Regions from separate parts of the Danio rerio genome. Here region 1 is linked to region 2. A link is a contact called in public Hi-C data. All regions are on one chromosome and are shown on one strand. The core of a region is the stretch at or near the end of the contact, and the rest is flanking DNA. Distances in the headings are between cores, read along the strand shown.

What was found. A called contact is a pair of places that touch in the nucleus more often than the background predicts.
Region 1: a Hi-C map of embryo shows a contact between it and region 2, with 2.6 times the contacts expected there. The contact joins the promoter of ctsk here to the enhancer-like site in region 2. A contact is called at or near these places in 3 of 18 Hi-C or Micro-C datasets (caudal fin, embryo and an unstated tissue).

Annotation. Positions count from the first base shown.
Region 1 is chr16:32,629,892-32,634,113 of GRCz12tu, reverse strand. It overlaps ctsk (cathepsin K), which reads right to left and starts at 1,594. Exons shown (of 8, transcript NM_001017778.1): 1 at 1,525-1,594; 2 at 1,055-1,192. The coding sequence starts at 1,186.
Region 2 is chr16:32,554,386-32,558,857 of GRCz12tu, reverse strand. It overlaps si:ch211-113g11.6, which reads left to right. Exons shown (of 10, transcript NM_001126391.1): 8 at 65-180; 9 at 1,300-1,453. Among named protein-coding and RNA genes, the nearest start is that of tlr18, 12 kb to the right of the region's middle. Within about 2 kb of position 1,352, at least 4 of the 62 cell types and tissues checked have an H3K27ac peak or open chromatin away from gene starts, as enhancers often do.

The DNA of each region.
Region 1 (4,222 bases), core at 345-2,844, 75 kb before region 2:
TTGCCATAGTTTACATCAGAACTCCCATTCAGAGCACACTATTGTATTGACAACATGACTAAGTAATTTGATTGTCTTATCCGCACACAATGACTTGTCATTCTGACGGCACTGACTTGTTCATTGATACAGAAATGTAGTTTTGAGAGATGAACTAAAGACTTTGAGCAAGAGACTGACTTTTGCAGGTAACCCATGGTGTTTTGCTATTTGTACGCGTTGTTTTGAGAAATGCACTTACTGTTTTGCAAATTTCAATTCTGAGCTGAGAAATGTACCAAAGCGATTGAGAAAAATTGTAAGCCACATAAGTCTTAATTCCCTGGCTTCCTTTTCAAATGTAACTATAGGTCTTAAAATGTGCTTTTTACAAATTACCTACTTGGATTTTTATGTAAGGAAACTAAAATAGCATTTTATGAGTCATCAAGGACCATGTATTTAGCTAAAAATAATCTTCTTTAATGGTAAAGTAAAGAAAAAAGTAATCTCATCTCAGGTGAACTAGGGGTGAGTAGCCTAAATTAACAGAAATTTTCACTTGTATATCAGTTCCCTTTACCTTACCCTTACCTGTATGGGCATATTGATTGTCTGAAAAAAAATGCAATGACAGACAGACAGTAGATAGACAGACAGGCAGACAGACAGACAGACAGACAGACAGACAAACAGATAGATAGATAGATAGATAGATAGATAGATAGATAGATAGATAGATAGATAGATAGATAGATAGATAGATAGCATACAATTCCAAATAAATAACTGACATTTCCAGAAACTGAAAGATTTTCCTCATTGTTTTTACTGAGGTGAAGTGTATGTACAAGCACAGCATTACTAGAAACACATTAAGCAAGAACATTCCAATCACTGTAGTCACACATAAAATTACATAAAACAAGCCATCTTTAACTATCTATTTTCCAGAGAAGAGATAAACAGGCTTTTTATCCCCAATGAAGAAGAAATCTCTAACCCAATCTAATAACACTCTCGGCACCCTGAAAGGCGAGATTGAATTGTCAGGCTTTGTAGGCTGTTTACTCACCAGGCCATTGTACTCCCTCTTGTGAGTGATTTTCCAGCTCTCCCAAGCCTCATCCAGAGAGAGATTGTCCAGAGAGTGAGCCAGTCCACACCACAGCACCACCAGCAGAGGGAATCCGCCAAATCTACCCATTCTGACCTGCAGTCAAAGGTGCAAAATCACACACAGAGAACTATTTAGCTTTTATGTTAACTGTAAACGACAAGCAAAAACGAAACTGGCGTTGCAAATTATTTCGGTCGGTTTAGAGAAGTAACCTAAGTTATTGAGAACTGAAATGAGCAAGAAGAAATGCACCATTTTGTTACAGTAAAACAAACGCTCTAAAATATATTACAAAAGCTTTGTAAACAGAAAACGAAAGCTGTACCGAGCACTTCTATTGTTTCGATATGTTAATATTTACGAGTACACCATATTAAAGTAGTTAACATATAAACAATGCACACTTGAGTCGAGAGTCTGATTACCTGAGCGATTTCCAAAAGTTCAGAACAACAGAAGGCTGCGGGATTGAAACGGTCGATGGCCTCTTTTTATGAGGAAGTTTTGAGGAAGTTGCTCTTGTTGAGGGGAAGGGAAGAATATCTGGAATAGATTAAACACCAGCCCAAACGATGATGTCAGGGGTCAGGTTACAGTTTTAGGAAAAGCGGGAAGTTGGGAGTAGTGTATATGCAAGGGGATAATGCCCCTGTGCTATTAAACTATACCATAACCATTATATCTCTCATAATGTATAAGAGAAATGGGAAAATGAATAAAGAATGTCATTTAAATTACTAAATTACATTTAGTTTGCAGTCTGAAATGACTACGACGTGTGGCAAAAATGCCTCCAAAAATGCATTTTATATTTATTAGATGTAAAGCTGACTTTTATAATTTTTTAGTGGCATTTGTATTTCTTTGCATTTTTTATTAGCATTATTTCTTAAATAATTATTTATTTATTATTTAACACTTAAAAGTACATATGCTTCTCCCCCAAACATTTCTTTTGACCCCAATATTAAAACTCATCCAAGCCCTATAAACAGGTTGCAGAAAATATATTTGTATGTGAAATTTACTAAAACTATTGTAGAGACTCCTTGTCTTATTTCCCATTCCAACTAATATTAAAACATTTTTCATCTGTCATAAACAAATAAATTTTGCCTGACAAAAGTCTTGTCACCTATCCAAGTTTTAGGAGCAACAAATAATAGTAGCTTGACTTCTAGTTGATCATTTGGTATCAGAAGTGGCTTATATGAAAGGCACAGACCTCTATATCATGCAAATTTGGCCAAAATATAATATGATCATGTCTTGATTTTTACTTATTTAATTAGGATAGTAAGGTCTGACTTGCCTAGACAAAAGTCTTGTCACTTAACAGAAATAATATACAGTATATAATATAAAGTCATTGTGCAGTGAAAATAAGAATGGATATTGTGTATGACTCCCATGAGCTCGGAAGACTGCATCCATACATTTCTGCAATGACTCAAATAACTTATTATAAAGTCATCTGGAATGGCAAAGAAAGCGTTCTTGCAGGACTCCCAGAATTCATCAAGATTCTTTGGATTCATCTTCAATGCCTTCAATACTCCAGACATGCTCAATAACGTTCAGGTTTGGTGACTAGGCTGGCTAATCCTGGAACACCTTGACCTTTGTTTTCAGGAACTTTGATGTAGATGCTGAAGTATGAGAAGGAGCGCTATCCTTCTGAAACATTTGCCCTCTTCTGTGGTTTGTAATGTAATGATGTTGCCATCCACACTGCAGATCTCCCATACTGAATGTAACCACAAATCATGATTTTTTTCTTCACCAAACTTGACTGTTTTCTGTGAGAATCTTGGGTCTATGCAGGTTCCAATAGGTCTTCTGCAGTATTTGTGATGATTAAGATGCAGTTCAACAGATGATTCATCTGAAAAATCTACCTTCTGCCACTTTTCCAAATGATCAACTAAAAGATAAACTATTATTTGTTGTTTTAGCAATTTGCCAAGTTTTTTGTCAATTTGAATAAAGATGCATGTGATTTACTGATAAACATTCTCATTTCAGCTCATCTTCAGTCAGCTGACAGTTTTTACTCGTCAGGCTGGTTATTATCTGACGGATGCAAACTTATGACTTCAAACTCAGTATTAATAAATAGCATCTTTCTCAGGGTCATTCTCCAGGGGCCCTGTTAACTAGTCACGAACACTTCCCCTTGTTAGTCAACAATGCATGTTCCCTGTGCAGTGTGTCAGTGTTTGAGGTCTACAAAACTGTCCCGTGATGTTTACTGTATAGGCATGCAGTCAGCATTAAGATATAAATATATGTTGAGGAAAGTCCCCTTTAGTGTTAGTCGTTCATGTATTGTGCAAATTACTCACAAAAATACAAGCAAACCCATAAATACCAAAAGCTGGACGACCTGCTGATGTGATGACAAGTCTGAGCAGACTATATTTAAGAATACATTCAACTTTTATGAATAGGGAATCAAAACCATGACCTAGATTTATTCAAGAAACTGCCCCACAAACTCAAGAAAAGAGGGAAAATGGTCCCTGCAGAATTAATCGAAACTATTTCAGACGTTGCAATTAAATTGAAATGTGAATAAAGAGGGTCTACTTTATATCATGGTTGCAAATTAATGAGGGCTTGAGGCTAAAATGTAATGAACAAAAATCCCCCACAAATTTAAGAAATGGTGCAAAAAATGCACAATTAAATTGTTTTAGGTGTTGAAATTAAAGTACAAAATAATAGTGTCAATTCACTGCAATCAGTTTAAATTAGGGTTGAAAATTAAGTTTAGAAGGGGTTTGTGGGAGGATAGAGACCTACAAAATATATAATAATGCCCCACAAATTGAAGATTGAATTGAAGAACACAAAAGGATAGTTCACACTGTCAAACTGACAGTGTTTTCATCAATACACTTCTGTTGAAGACATACAAAATAGTTATTTTGAAGAAGACTGGAAATTTAAAACCACTGACTTCCACAGTATTTGTATGGGTTTCAGCTTTATTTTAAATATCTAATTATTGCTCAACAAGAAATGAACTCATAAAGGTTTATAACCAGTTAATTGTGAGCAAATTACGATTCAATTTGTAGTTTTGTGTGAACTACCTTTAAACTAAATGATTGCGTCTGT
Region 2 (4,472 bases), core at 103-2,602:
CTCTCATTCTGTTACTGTTTTGTTAATCTTTTGTAATGCAGTTTTTCTTGTGTCTTCTGTACAGAAAAAGGTAAAGTCCTGAAGGTGCTCCACACCATAGAAGGAGCCTTTATCATCGCACAGTACTCCTTATTCCATGACGACAGTCCTGTCACCAACATGGCCATCGACCCCAAAAAGGTAGAGACCTGCTTTTTGAAACAAGACACTACAAGTGAAAAACTAAATAAATATATTTTAGTCAACATTGGAAGTGGTTTATCACCTTTCATCAAATCATTTTAAAACTATTGAACAACACCCATTTTGGTTTCAGGACAGTTTAGATTTTTTTTTTATCCACTTCGAATGTTGACTACTGTAGATAACATCACTTGAATAAATTATAATAATAGTAAATATAATATATATAATATGTAAATGATAACCATATGAAATATGTAAATGTTTAATTAAATATGTGCAAATTTGCATAGAGGTCTAGCACAAACATTTAAGCATTGGATAAAGTCACATTTAAAATACTTGTCTGTTTTTATTTATTTCTTTATTTGACAAAAGGAATTTTGGGAATCTTTTTTATGTATCACTCCATAATTCAGAAAATGGTGTACAGTTGAAGTCAGAATTATTAGCCCTACTGTCAAATATTTCCCAAATTATGTTTAATAGAAACATAATTTGTCTTATTTGATTTATTTTGGCTAAAATGAAAGCAGTTAAAAAAAAAAACATTTCAAGGTTAATAGTGTTAGCCCCTTATATGTGTTGATTAACTAAGATGCCTAATTAACCTAATATAGCTTTTAAAGTACACTTTAATCTGAATACTAGCATATTAAAAAATATCTAGTAAAATCTTATTTACTGTCATCATGGCAAAATAAATTAAAGAATACATATATATATATATATATATTTCAGGAGGGCTAATAATTCTGAAATTTGAACTGTATACATAATCTGACAAATTAAATCCCTCTGTATAAATCTTTATAATATACCTATGTATAAAAATGTTTGGTGTATATGAGTCCTGCTTGGAAAAATAGTCCAAACTCTCAAAAATGATGTGCACTGTGAACGAAAAACCTGCCTACAGTGTCTTGTTTTACATTAAAATAGGCCAATTTTAGCCTGCAATGCTGGATCACATTATTCTACTGTAATATAATAATATTTAACATTTTTACTTTACAGCGAAATGTAATTCAAAGGCTGTTCACATAGTTTTAAAAAATAGCGTTTGATCATAGGAGGCAGATGGCGCTTTCACCTCTGTATTGTGCTTTGTGCCAGGGTCATCTCTACATTGGCACACAACTTGAAGTGCAGCGCCTCCCTCTGGCGGACTGCGGTCGTTACGGTCTCAGCTGTAGGGAATGCATCCTTTCACGGGACCCATATTGTGCGTGGGACGTGCACAAGAAGAAGTGCACTGCGATCACCACAGGCAGCATTAACACCGGGTACATATGCACTAGCTAATGTAATAAACCAACAAATGATGCATCACTGCTTTCATTTCTGAAGTAAACCGATTTTTGTGTCTTTCTTTTTGAAATCAGAAGCCTTATTCAGACGCTTGACCACTCCAATGCCTCAATCTGTGGCGATGCTAAAGGTAGGTTGTTCAAAATATTTTTTGTTGTATTGTATTACATTACACTTTACAGCACTGACTGAGAAATTTGAAAGCGTTCCAAACTGTTTCAGCATCCTCCTGTTTCCTCTGAAACATCCAGTTTTCATTCCTTTCTTATCACTTGCCTGGGAGTATTTAATTTGGAACTTGTTAACCTTAAGTTACTTTGAAATAACTCAATAACTTGAAATAATAACATGCTTGTCATGCATATATTAATATATATTTGAGATAATGCTTATTTTATAAATTAAATATTTATATGTAATACAAAGTCGATGTAAATATAAATATAGGTAAATATTTAGTTGAATTTTTTTGCAATTTAGGTATTTTTTATTTATATAAACACAGTATTTATACACAGTGAGTACACACAATTAATGTAAATACAAACTTATTGTGGATGCGATCAGTCTTTTGAAAGCACTACTTTAGGCCTGTCACAATAATCAATATATTGACTTATCACACAAAACATGAACATGACCTCAATCATTTTTGGTGTTTTTGGTGCTGTAATATATATATCACCTTGTAATGAAGTTTACGGCCCTTTGGCCGCCGGGAAGAAGGAGGCGGAGAACCGACGCCGGTTTAAAATATTTATTAATAACAATGACGGCAGCTCCTCACGGAGACTGCCGCCTAAACCAAAAACAAACGGACGGCAGCTCCTCACGGAGACTGCCGTCAAACTGAAAGCAAAAGTAAAATAACATGCCCGAGCCCGGTCCTCTCTCGGCTTCCTCTGCCATCGGTCCTCCTTTTATGGTCCAGAGCTCCTTCCGTGGGATCCGAGGCAGGTGCGCACCGCACGTGTATCCACTTACGCGGTGGCCTCACCCCGTTCCCACGGCTCTCGGCCACGCCCCCTCGCCACATACCCCCATCTCCCATCACAGGCCGGGGGCACCCCGTGGCTGTGCATACTCCGGGGGGGGGGGGGGGTTTGGCGCCGCAGCACCCGCAAGACCTATATGAGACGGGCCGAGAGAAAAGGTGATGGAAAAAAAAGGAGGAAAGACAGAGTAGACCGAGAAAGGGGAGAGAGGAAAAAAAAAATAATAATTGGGGTTCGGTTCTCCAGACACGCTGCCACTCGGTCCTCCACCAGCTGAGAGATGCGACGACGTGCTGGGAGCCCTGTGGAGGAATCTATCCACCCGTCCGTCTTCTGGCGTCCGGCGGCGGTTCTCCTGGCTGGCTGGCGGCATTTCTGGTCTCCTGCTCCGCTCCCGCTTCGGTGGATGGATGCAGGCTCTGGCATCATGGCGGATCGCGGCGACTCCCCCGGGTTCTGTGGGATGGCTCCCTTCAGCTCTTTCCCTTCCGGCGGTGAGCCCCGCGTCCCCTGCTCCTCCCCATGCTGGGAGACGGCAGCAGGCAGATCCTTTCCTCGCCAGCCTCAGGCCGCCCCGGCACTCTGGGCAGACGGACGGGTTTCTCCCCCACTCGGGTTAACTCCCGAACACTCGCCCCCTCTCTCAGCTGCGAGGGCATCTGGACAACGCGTCCCTCCTTCTCCCGGGTTTCGGCACCCCTGTAATGAAGTTTACGGCCCTTTGGCCGCCGGGAAGAAGGAGGCGGAGAACCGACGCCGGTTTTAAATATTTATTAATAACAATGACGGCATCTCCTCACGGAGACTGCCGCCTAAACCAAAAACAAACGGACGGCAGCTCCTCACGGAGACTGCCGTCAAACTGAAAGCAAAAGTAAAATAACATGCCCGGGCCCGGTCCTCTCTCGGCTTCCTCTGCCATCGGTCCTCCTTTTATGGTCCAGAGCTCCTTCCGTGGGATCCGAGGCAGGTGCGCACCGCACGTGTATCCACTTACGCGGTGGCCTCACCCCGTTCCCACGGCTCTCGGCCACGCCCCCTCACCACACACCTATACAAAATACATTACTTGCAAAATTTTAGCTGATTTTAACATCTCTATTGGATGTGTCAGTGTCAGTATGGGTAAAAAAACACTTTAGTATTAACTATAAATTACCAACTGAAAATAAATCTGGTAGCAGATATTGCAGCCTCTGTTACTTTTTATCTTGCACTTTTTTTGTTAACATTTATTATTATTTATCTGGGATATACGTTTTCAGATTCTGATTCCAATATGTAAATTGTCAAAAGTACTATAATCAAATGAAATATTCTTAAGAATAAATGTAATGTAATGACTAAGGCGTTGTACTTTTACTTAAAAAAAAAAAAACTACAATTAAAATAAAAGGAAATTTAATGTATATGTATGTATGTAAGTATCTATGTATGTATGTATGTATGTATATATGTATGTATGTGTGTGTGTGTGTGTGTGTGTGTATGTATATATATATAGATGCGTGTGTGTGTGTTCATTAATTTTCCTTTTATTTTAATTTTGTTTTTTTTTTCATTTACAGTTTTTATTTAAAGATACAATTTTAATTATTTTTCTTTTTTTTAAATATTTCCTAAATTATGTGTGACAGAGCAGGGAAATTTTCACAGCATGTTTGATATTATTTTTTTCTTCTGGTGAAAGTCCTATTTGTTTTATTTTGGCTAGAATAAAAGCAGTTTTTAATTTTTTAAACACTATTTTAAGGTCAAAATTATTACCCCCTCGTTAAACCATCATTATACAATAATATATTATATAATAAACCTGCCTAGTTAACCTAATTAACCTAGTTAAGCCTTTAAATGTCGCTTTAAGCTGTATAGAAGTGTCATAAAAATATCTATTAAAATATTACTTTCAGTCATCATGGCAAAGATAAAATAAATCAGTTATTAGAAATAACTTATTAAAACTATTATGTTTAAATACGTGTT